2 separate regions of the Bombyx mori genome follow, and region 1 is linked to region 2. The links are chromatin contacts, called in public Hi-C maps. All regions are on one chromosome and are shown on one strand. The core of a region is the stretch at or near the end of the contact, and the rest is flanking DNA. Distances in the headings are between cores, read along the strand shown.

Region 1 (4,459 bases), core at 276-2,775, 40 kb before region 2:
TCAAACCGAAACGCATTACTGCTTCACGGCAGAAATAAGCAGGGCGGTTGTACCTACCCGTGCGGACTCACAAGAGCTCCTACCACCAGTAATAAATAATATTAGTATAGACTAGCGTATCCTTTTTGTTGGTAATTGTTTAGGTGGGTGGAAGAGCTCACAGCCCACCTGGTGTTAAATGGTTTCCGGAGCCCATAGACATCTACAACGTAAATGCGAGCTGTGAGCTTGTCCACGAACCTAATAAATAAATAAAAATATGTCATTGTAATTAAAGGTCCATTTTATTTGTATTAATATCAGTATACAATACAGTTAGATACTTTTTATTGAACTTCAATTAAGTTTACTCCGTTAAAATAGTTGAAAATTTTTTTTTTGTCATTTTTTCCATATTTTAAACTTTAAATAGCTCTCCTGTCAAGTTGCAAAAAAGTCGCTTAAACCAAATAGGCTTTCACTTGTCGATATATTTTATAGGTAACTAATACAATATACATGTAAACATCGTATATTTATCTATGTATGTGCGTGATCAATAACAAAAAACTATACCTTTTAGTAGATGGAGATTTGACGTTCTTCAACAAAACCCTCTCGACTTCTTCTCCCGTCGGGAAGGTGTCCACGGGCACCTGTCAATCAGGCTCCTCGTTAAAAACCTTCCTTAGATAACCAACAACTACCGTACCAAGTATTAAATCGATCAGGCAAACGAATCGATGCACCGGTCGGATTCGATAAATTTTCAAAACATCGATATTACATACTGTATGCGCGCGAGTTCATATCCAACGGGGCCAGAGGCGACGCGCGGGGGGCAGGTCGCCCCACCTTCGCTCGCCTCCCCGCATTTGTCTGACGTCGAGTGTTGTCCGTGACGGTTGTGACGCGCGCTTATCGATATCGAAAATTTACGCTAACGCTATTGTATTATTTAACCATGACTACTCCGCTTCCAACAAGTTCAGGTAGAAAAAAACCCTACTAAAAAAAGATACATACTGATTCCGACTCTGATCTGTCGGTTGTCTTTTCATCTGATAAGTGATTGAATTAGATTTTAATAAATATTTTTCTCTGTTAGAAATAAATAAGTAATTACTTATCACATTTATTTTATTCCACAAATTGCAAAATTACCTTAAGTTACATTAAAACCAAATTGACAGCTGTTGACTAAATCGGTAGTTTTTTTTTCCTACCTAATCTGATAGCCTTGAGAGGCTATATCAGCGTCGCCTTAACTAGTAGGTGAGCTCACGGGGCTCAAACCTGACGACGTTGCTAACACGAACCCTAGCAAGAGCCGTGCTTCGCGGAAACTACCACCGATCGGTAGTTATTATCGACATTACCACAATTAACTAGGTCACAGCACTACCGCATTCCTCAGGACGGGACATGAACTCGCGCGCCTGCTGTACAGTCGCACATCGCTCACCTCTAGTCGAATGGCCAGAGCGTCCACGTCTCCGACGTCGACCCCTCCCTGGTGGTGGAACAGGATGGTGTCGGAGCGCCGGCCCGACTGTATGCACAGGTACATCTCGTCGCTCTGGAAACATAACGAGTTAATTAGAACTACAAAGGGTTCTCTGGAACGGACATACCTTCTTAGCGTTCGAGATGTTAACATATAAAAGACGGCAAAAATTGGAAAATGTGCATATGTGTACTTGTGTGTGCGTGTGTGTTGTGTGTGTGTGCGTGTGTGTTGTGTGTGTGTGCGTGTGTGTTGTGTGTGTGTGCGTGTGTGTTGTGTGTGTGTGCGTGTGTGTTGTTTGTGTGGGCGCGTGTGTGTGTGTGTATGAGTGAGAGAGAGAATGATCTGTGTGTTTGTTTGGAGCATAGGGGACTATTCCAACTTCATGCGGAGCAGTAGCAGAATTGCTAACACTGAACAAGCACTTAGCACTAGCTAACACTTAGCAAGAACAGTGCTTCGCTGAATCTACCACCGGATCAGAATCGCGACCCACTTAGAAGATCCGGCGAGAAACTGAATGGGCTGTGTCTATGGGTTAATTCACACTTCGACTCCTACGAAGAGTTCGACGACCTGGGTCGGATATGTAGTTAGCGGTGTCCACGATAAGATGGTTATCGTGTCACGCTGCTTTTACAAAGTAGCGTTCTGACGCTTCCTTACGTGTCGGCTCTAAGTTTAAGTCGTCGTGAAGATTTTTTTCCACTAAAACAATTAATGTACCACAACACTACTCCATCATTGATTGACCAGTACAGCATGCTTCAGCCGTAAACATCATTAGGGTTGTGCGTCGAGTTAAATAAACAAACAGACATAGGGTACTCTCACCGGTTCGTGTTTGACGAAGGGCTCGACTATAAAGTGCCTCAGCCGCCCGACGCAGGCCCCTATCGTCTGCTCCTTGGCCATGTGCTCGCCGAGCCAACGCCGGACCTCCGCCGCAGTCTTGTTCACGCCGACCAGACCCAGTTTGCCGCGACGTTTGATCAGCTGGTCCGGCTTTACGACCAATTGCTGAAACGGGACGGCGATAGTGTTTTCGTTTCTTTCTAATACTGGTGGTAGGACCTCTTGTGAGTCCGCGCGGTTAGGTACCACCACCCTGCCTGTTTCTGCCGTAAAGCAGTAACGCGTTTCGGTTTGAAGGGTGGGGCAGCCGTTGTAACTATACTTGAGACCGTAGAACTTATATCTCAAGGTGGGTGGCGCATTTATGTTGTAGATGTCTATGGGCTCCAGTAACCGCTTCACACCAGGTGGGCTGTGAGCTCGTCCACTCTACTAAGCAAAAAAAATATTATAATTTCGTAGATGATTTTTTTCACCTACCTATGCTGATAGCCTTAAAATGCTATTTCAGCTTCTCCTTGACGTGTAGGTGAGCTCACGGGGCTTAAAACGGAAGTGTTGCTAACACTAGCCCTAGCAAGAGCAGTGCTTCGCAGAATCTACCACCGGATCGGAAACGCGACACACTGAGAAGATCCGGCGAGAAACTCAGCGGGCTGTGTCATGGGTTAATTTACTCGTCGAGCCCTTCATCGCAAGCGACGGGGTCAGCGAGGACGGTGACTAGTAGATGAATGGTACACACATGCAAACTGCCGACTTGACTTCGCAGGTCCATCGCATGAGTAACCTTCCACGCGGTCTGGTGTCTTCTACTTTGGCCCTAACGACAAGGCGCTTTATGGAGTTATTTCCTCGCTTGAAGAAGTGGCTATTGCTCGTGAGGCACATAGCGTCTGCCCACAGCCATAATACTTAATGAGGACCACGACCGCTCTGACAAGTGATACGGCAAGGAAAAACAAAAGATGAATCGACACGAGATCTAAGTTCTAGAGTATAATGGCGATCGCAATAGTGCTTCAACAGAAATAAGAGGGTTATTTAGTGCCTACCCGCGCGGGCTTACAAAGCATCTTGTGACGTTGTAAGGATACCTTTATTTTGTGATCACGTACATGTGTTATCCTGTTGGAATTCACGCAGGAGAATTATAATGTAAGGGCCAACGGTCTAAATTATGAAGAGAAACGCACTGCGAATGAATGCAGCGGGTAGTAGAGGATGAACCTTGCTCCGATGGCGGGTAGTACGATCGTGAAAAAGACGTCAAAGACATATCCTTAAAAATGCACAAGACTGTATTCAAGATTCCGTAGACTACAATACAAAGACAAGACAAGACAATACAAAAAAAAAACTCGCAGTTCCGTCACGTTGGCATTTCTGTATATAGCACAGATTACATCGCAGTATAGATTAAATACGTAAAGTATATTCTGTATAAGTCTTGGTTTTCATGTCGATTTATTTAGATCGCTGAAACTTTCATTCTATATCGGTGGTAGTCATTACGACTTAAAAGCATCTATAAAAGCTTATTTAAATAAAATAAAACATGATTCAAATTTACAAAAACTGTTATTATTTTATTTTTTTATTGCTTAGATGGGTGGCCTAACCTAGACTGATGTTAAGTGGTTACTGAAGCCCATAGACATTACAACGTAAAATGCGCCACCCATCTTGAGATATAAGTTCTAAGGTCTCAAGTATAGTTACAACGGCTGACCCACCCTTCAAACCGAAACGCATGACTGCTTCACGGCAGAAATAGGCAGGGTGGCGATACCTACCCGCGGGAACTCACAAGAGGTCCTACCACCAACCAGTACAGTGTTAACTTTCTGTTGGAATTATGAACAAAAAACTTAACGTGAAAACGTAGATAACTTTCTTGACAAATATTTTATGTAAAATCGACGTAAACATACCTCCTTCGAGAGCCATGGGTTTTTCCCCAGCTCATCCTCCCACACTGTACTCTGTTCGAATGTGGCGAACCTGCATGGTACCAGAGCCGTACCGGAGGCTATGTGTCTGAAACGTAAAAAAAAAAACAAAACCTCGAGATACGTCGACACATTTTTTTAATCATGTGTGTTGTTAGTGCAAGTT
Region 2 (4,398 bases), core at 457-2,956:
ATATCCTTCCAAATGACATCCCCTGGCTTATTAATATCAATTCTCTATTAAGTTTAGTCTATTCTAAGCATGTAAATATTCTATGTAAATTTTGATCTGCTAATAATATTTATCTTTAAAACAGTTAGTCTAACAAATATTTGTTTGTGCTGTTCTTAAAATCACAAATTTCCATATGGAAAAACTGACCAAACTTATTTGTATTTAAAAAAAAAAACTCTCTAAGCACAGGTCATTTTTGTGCATACTGTGACATTGGCAAAATCAATGGCAAAGGCATTGGAGCCAAACTTCTTTATAAAAAAAAAATATTGTAGACAATACACCTATAAGGCTTAAAATACACTCTACCATTTGTAGAAAACATTGAGTATTTAATCTGATATCAGAAAATGAAGTTTTTTTTCTGCGCATTGATGAGCATTATTTTATCGTGCAATAGGACGTTATGTACCAGATCTATAAGTGGATAAACGAGCCCGTTTTTATCTCCACAAAAACAACATTATATCTAAATTACAAAAGTAGCATGAAAAATATTTATTTATATACAATGCATGTCAGATTGAGATTTCTATATGGATTTTATAGTTATGAGCTTTAATTGATACTTTTTTTACTGGACCTCAAAACATGATATTCTACAGATCTCGTAGTCTTCTTTTTCTTGCCTTTATCCCACTATGTGGGATTGGGGCAACATGTCGTCTTTTCTCATTGAGACTTATCATCTTCAAATTCCCACTTTTCTCTCAAATATTCCCTTTCGAACGGGCCATCTAGTCTTTTAACCTTAACCATCTTTACATTAACGACTACTCAGATCCCATAATTTTTTCACTAAATTAATTGGCAAAATTTTCTATACGAAATAATGAGTTTAATTCAAGCAAAACCCCCAATCACACCTAATCAGAATTAGTTCAGGGGTTTATTCAATTTTCAAAATCATTAAACATTTTTTTTCACTACCTGTTCGCTGGTCTATTCCAGCTACGCCCGGACGGGATTAAAATATATATATTATTATATATTTCGGTTGAACTGTGTTTCGAAAACAAGCACTTCAATTTTATTAACAACACCGAATAAATTAGAAATACAATTAGAAAATCACAGCCTATAAACGATCGATTTGTATATGCAAATCATGTTTCCGTCGTACCATAAAAAATTAAAATAATTAATTGTCCCTAAGTATAATATTTTTCCGACACGAACACTACGCAACATTGCGTAAAATAAAATGTAATAAGCTGTCCCTATAAAGGTTAAGAATCGTAGCTTTGAAACAATCCGGCAATCATTGCTATATAATATGCTAATCATTAAATGAGTGCTGATATAGAGTCGAATTGACGAGCGAAAGCGACTTTCACCCGTTTAAAACGCTTCGCAATCGCTCACTAGACTCGACATTACTCGGCAAACGCTTAACATGTAACAACCGGCTTATCCAATCACTTCTTGTAAAATCAGTAATAAACAGATAACATTATCAAATACTTTTAAATTCTATTAATAAATACATTTACTAATACTCACTGATTGCAAAGCGGCGGGACGGCTGATGTCTGTAATCGATAGCTTATTGATAATTGTGAAATGATAATAAATTATAATCGTCGCGACCCGACGAACGCGTTATTAATCCGAATGATAGGAAACAGTGTGTGACAGAAAAATCTCCTTGTTCTGTCAATTTCTTTTTATGACGTTCTGATTTTCGTCTGTTAGTGTTGCAGCTTAAAAAAATTAAATAGAACTATTTTTGAATTTCATTTGTAGTTTCTAGGAATTATAAAGTCACCTTCAAAGCTAAATTCTTGAAGAAATCTATCTTCAAACTACCTTATTTTGTTTAATATTTTAATCTGATGAATATCAAAACTAATTTGATAAGAACTGAGCATTCAAACTTAATCAATATATGGACCAAATTAACTATATATGGATGAAAATCGATATTTTAACTTTTAAATCAAACACGATTAAAAATGCTTTAGTGCAGAAAAAGTTACACTTGGCTACTATACTGTTGTAACTTAATTTAGAAAAAACCTAAAAACTTTTTTTCTTTCATAACAATAATGGTCTAAGGGCTGGTAATACCAATGAGCAAGTTTCGTTCAGAAACTGGTCCCTTCCTTACTTTTTCAAATTCTTCATTTTACAAAATATATTTCAAGACATAAATTACTCGCAATATTTAATTTCTAAAATTACTCTTGAAAAAAATTTCTAGATGCAATTAATAGTTAAAATCTTAATGGAATTAACCTACCTTGCTATTAATTACAAGAATCGAATGCATAGGTTTGGTTAACCCAAAATTTGAGGTGGAACCAAGATTGCTTTGTTATGCTTCAAATTCATTTTTTAAATGTTCAAATGTTTCGTGTTAAGTAATGTAATAAAGTATGGCAATCCGGCAAGGGCGCATATTGTCTACCGCGTTGGGATGAATAAAAAGAGGCCACTAGGATATAAAAACCATTAAACACCACTTTATGGCACTGATTTCGCACGCAAGTAAAATTTTGCGGCACGTCATGAATTGTTCGGCAGTTATTTCTTTTGAAGGAAATTACACCCGAACAGGCCTGCTTTGTAAGCGCAAAAGGTACTGGAGAACTTATCGCCACGTCGTCGTCCTCGTATATACTTATCGTATCGTTTAAGACATTATCGCCTCAGTTACGGTATTCGACAAGGATGTATGGCATCACCGATCTTAATCATCACCTACACAGAGCTCTTAATGAGAATTACTTCCAAGAACGGTAATTTAAATTTAATCGAAGTATTGTCCATCACTAGCAGCTACTTTTTCCCATCTCTCAGGCAGAGTTCAGATTCCACGTCTGAAGAACTCCTCGTCTTTTGAGGCTATCCACGAATCAAACCAATTTTTGGTATCTTCATATGATGTAAACCGCTGCTCCGACAGAGCATGTGCCATTGACCGGAACAGATGATAGTCAGACGGGGCAATGTCTGGTGAATACGGCGGGTGAGGTAGTACTTCCCAAATAAGTGTTTTTAAATAATTTTTTACCGGTACCGCTACGTGCGGACGAGTATTATCATGGAGCAGAATAATTTTGTCATGTCTGGAGTAGTTATTGAGGGCGTTTTTCCTTGAGAGCTCGACTCAATCTTATCAACTGCGTTCGGTAGAGAGCTCCAGTGATTGTTTCGTCAGGATTAAGCAAATCGTAATACACCACACCCAGCTGATCACACCAAATAGACAGCATGAGTTTTTTTCATGAATATTCGGTTTTGCTGTGGATGTTGACGCGTGGCCAGGTAGTCCCCATAATTTTCTTCTTTTCGGATTATCATAATATATCCACTTTTCATCACCAGTGACGATTCGATGTAAAAAACTTTTTTTTTGGTGCCTAGCTAGCAGCATTTCACTCATGCATAATCGGCGTTCAACATCTCTCGGCTTTAATTCGTATGGAACCCAATTACCTTGTTTATGAATAATTCCTAACGATTTTAAGCGATGTGAGACTGCTTGCTGAGTGACTTCTAAAGTAAGTGCAAGTTCTTTTTGTGTTTGAGACGAATCTTCCTCCAATAATTCCGTCAATTCTGCATCCTCATAAATTTTGGCCTTCCACTGCGATCTTTGTCTTCTACGTCAAAATCACCGTTGTTAAACTTTTTAAACCACTCACGACATGTTCTCTCACTCAAGGCAGCCTCATTATATGCTTTTGTGAGCAATCGATGCGCCTCGGCTGCAGATTTTTTGAAATTAAAAAAGTAAATTAAAAGTTCCCGCAAATGACGCTTATTTGGTTCAAATTTTAACATTTTTGGATAAAAAAGAATATGATGCTAATACGGAGTTAATAATATGATAGGGTTAAGTTGTTCTTAAATGATCAACTTAATTTTCAAGCTGATTATCATCTATGAATTCGAACGTAAGCCTCGTGCCACACCATCTTTCTCAAAACGGCGGAAACTTATTTGTACACCTTTATATAATCAGAAACAAACAAAAAGGTGGAAAAAAAATCTTCATAATAAAAAGAAAAGTAGGTACTCAGTCTTGACTTTTGAAAAAAATTTATACTTTTTAGCAACTTTGAATTTTTAGTTGATTAGTATCGATGTCGCGATATTCTTTTTTACATTCATAGAATTTCGTTCCTTTGTCTATAAATTGTGTAAGACCTGAACTACAGAAGTATGAGAGCTAAATGATGATAGCTTAAATAGTATGTTAAATTAGAACAAACACAGAAGACACACACAACACAAAAGACTTTCAGGAACAACACTGTGGTAGGACCTAGGAGGGTGGTAGGTGAAGCAGTAATGCGTTTCGGTTTGAAGGGTCGGGCAGCCGTTGTAGCTATACTTGAGACCTTAGAA

What was found. Hi-C and Micro-C count contacts between places; a contact is called where the count stands out from the background.
Region 1: a Hi-C map of midgut shows a contact between it and region 2, with 2.1 times the contacts expected there. The contact joins the enhancer-like site here to the promoter of LOC101741993 in region 2. A contact is called at or near these places in 2 of 7 Hi-C or Micro-C datasets (middle silk gland and midgut).

Annotation. Positions count from the first base shown.
Region 1 is chr24:12,616,982-12,621,440 of ASM3026992v2, reverse strand. It overlaps LOC101741993 (ATP-citrate synthase), which reads right to left. Exons shown (of 23, transcript XM_038019691.2): 3 at 4,276-4,381; 4 at 2,321-2,506; 5 at 1,445-1,558; 6 at 556-635. Among protein-coding and RNA genes, the nearest start is that of LOC101741993, 39 kb to the right of the region's middle. Within about 2 kb of position 1,525, at least 4 of the 8 cell types and tissues checked have open chromatin away from gene starts, as enhancers often do.
Region 2 is chr24:12,577,084-12,581,481 of ASM3026992v2, reverse strand. It overlaps LOC101741993 (ATP-citrate synthase), which reads right to left and starts at 1,706. Exons shown (of 23, transcript XM_038019691.2): 1 at 1,546-1,706.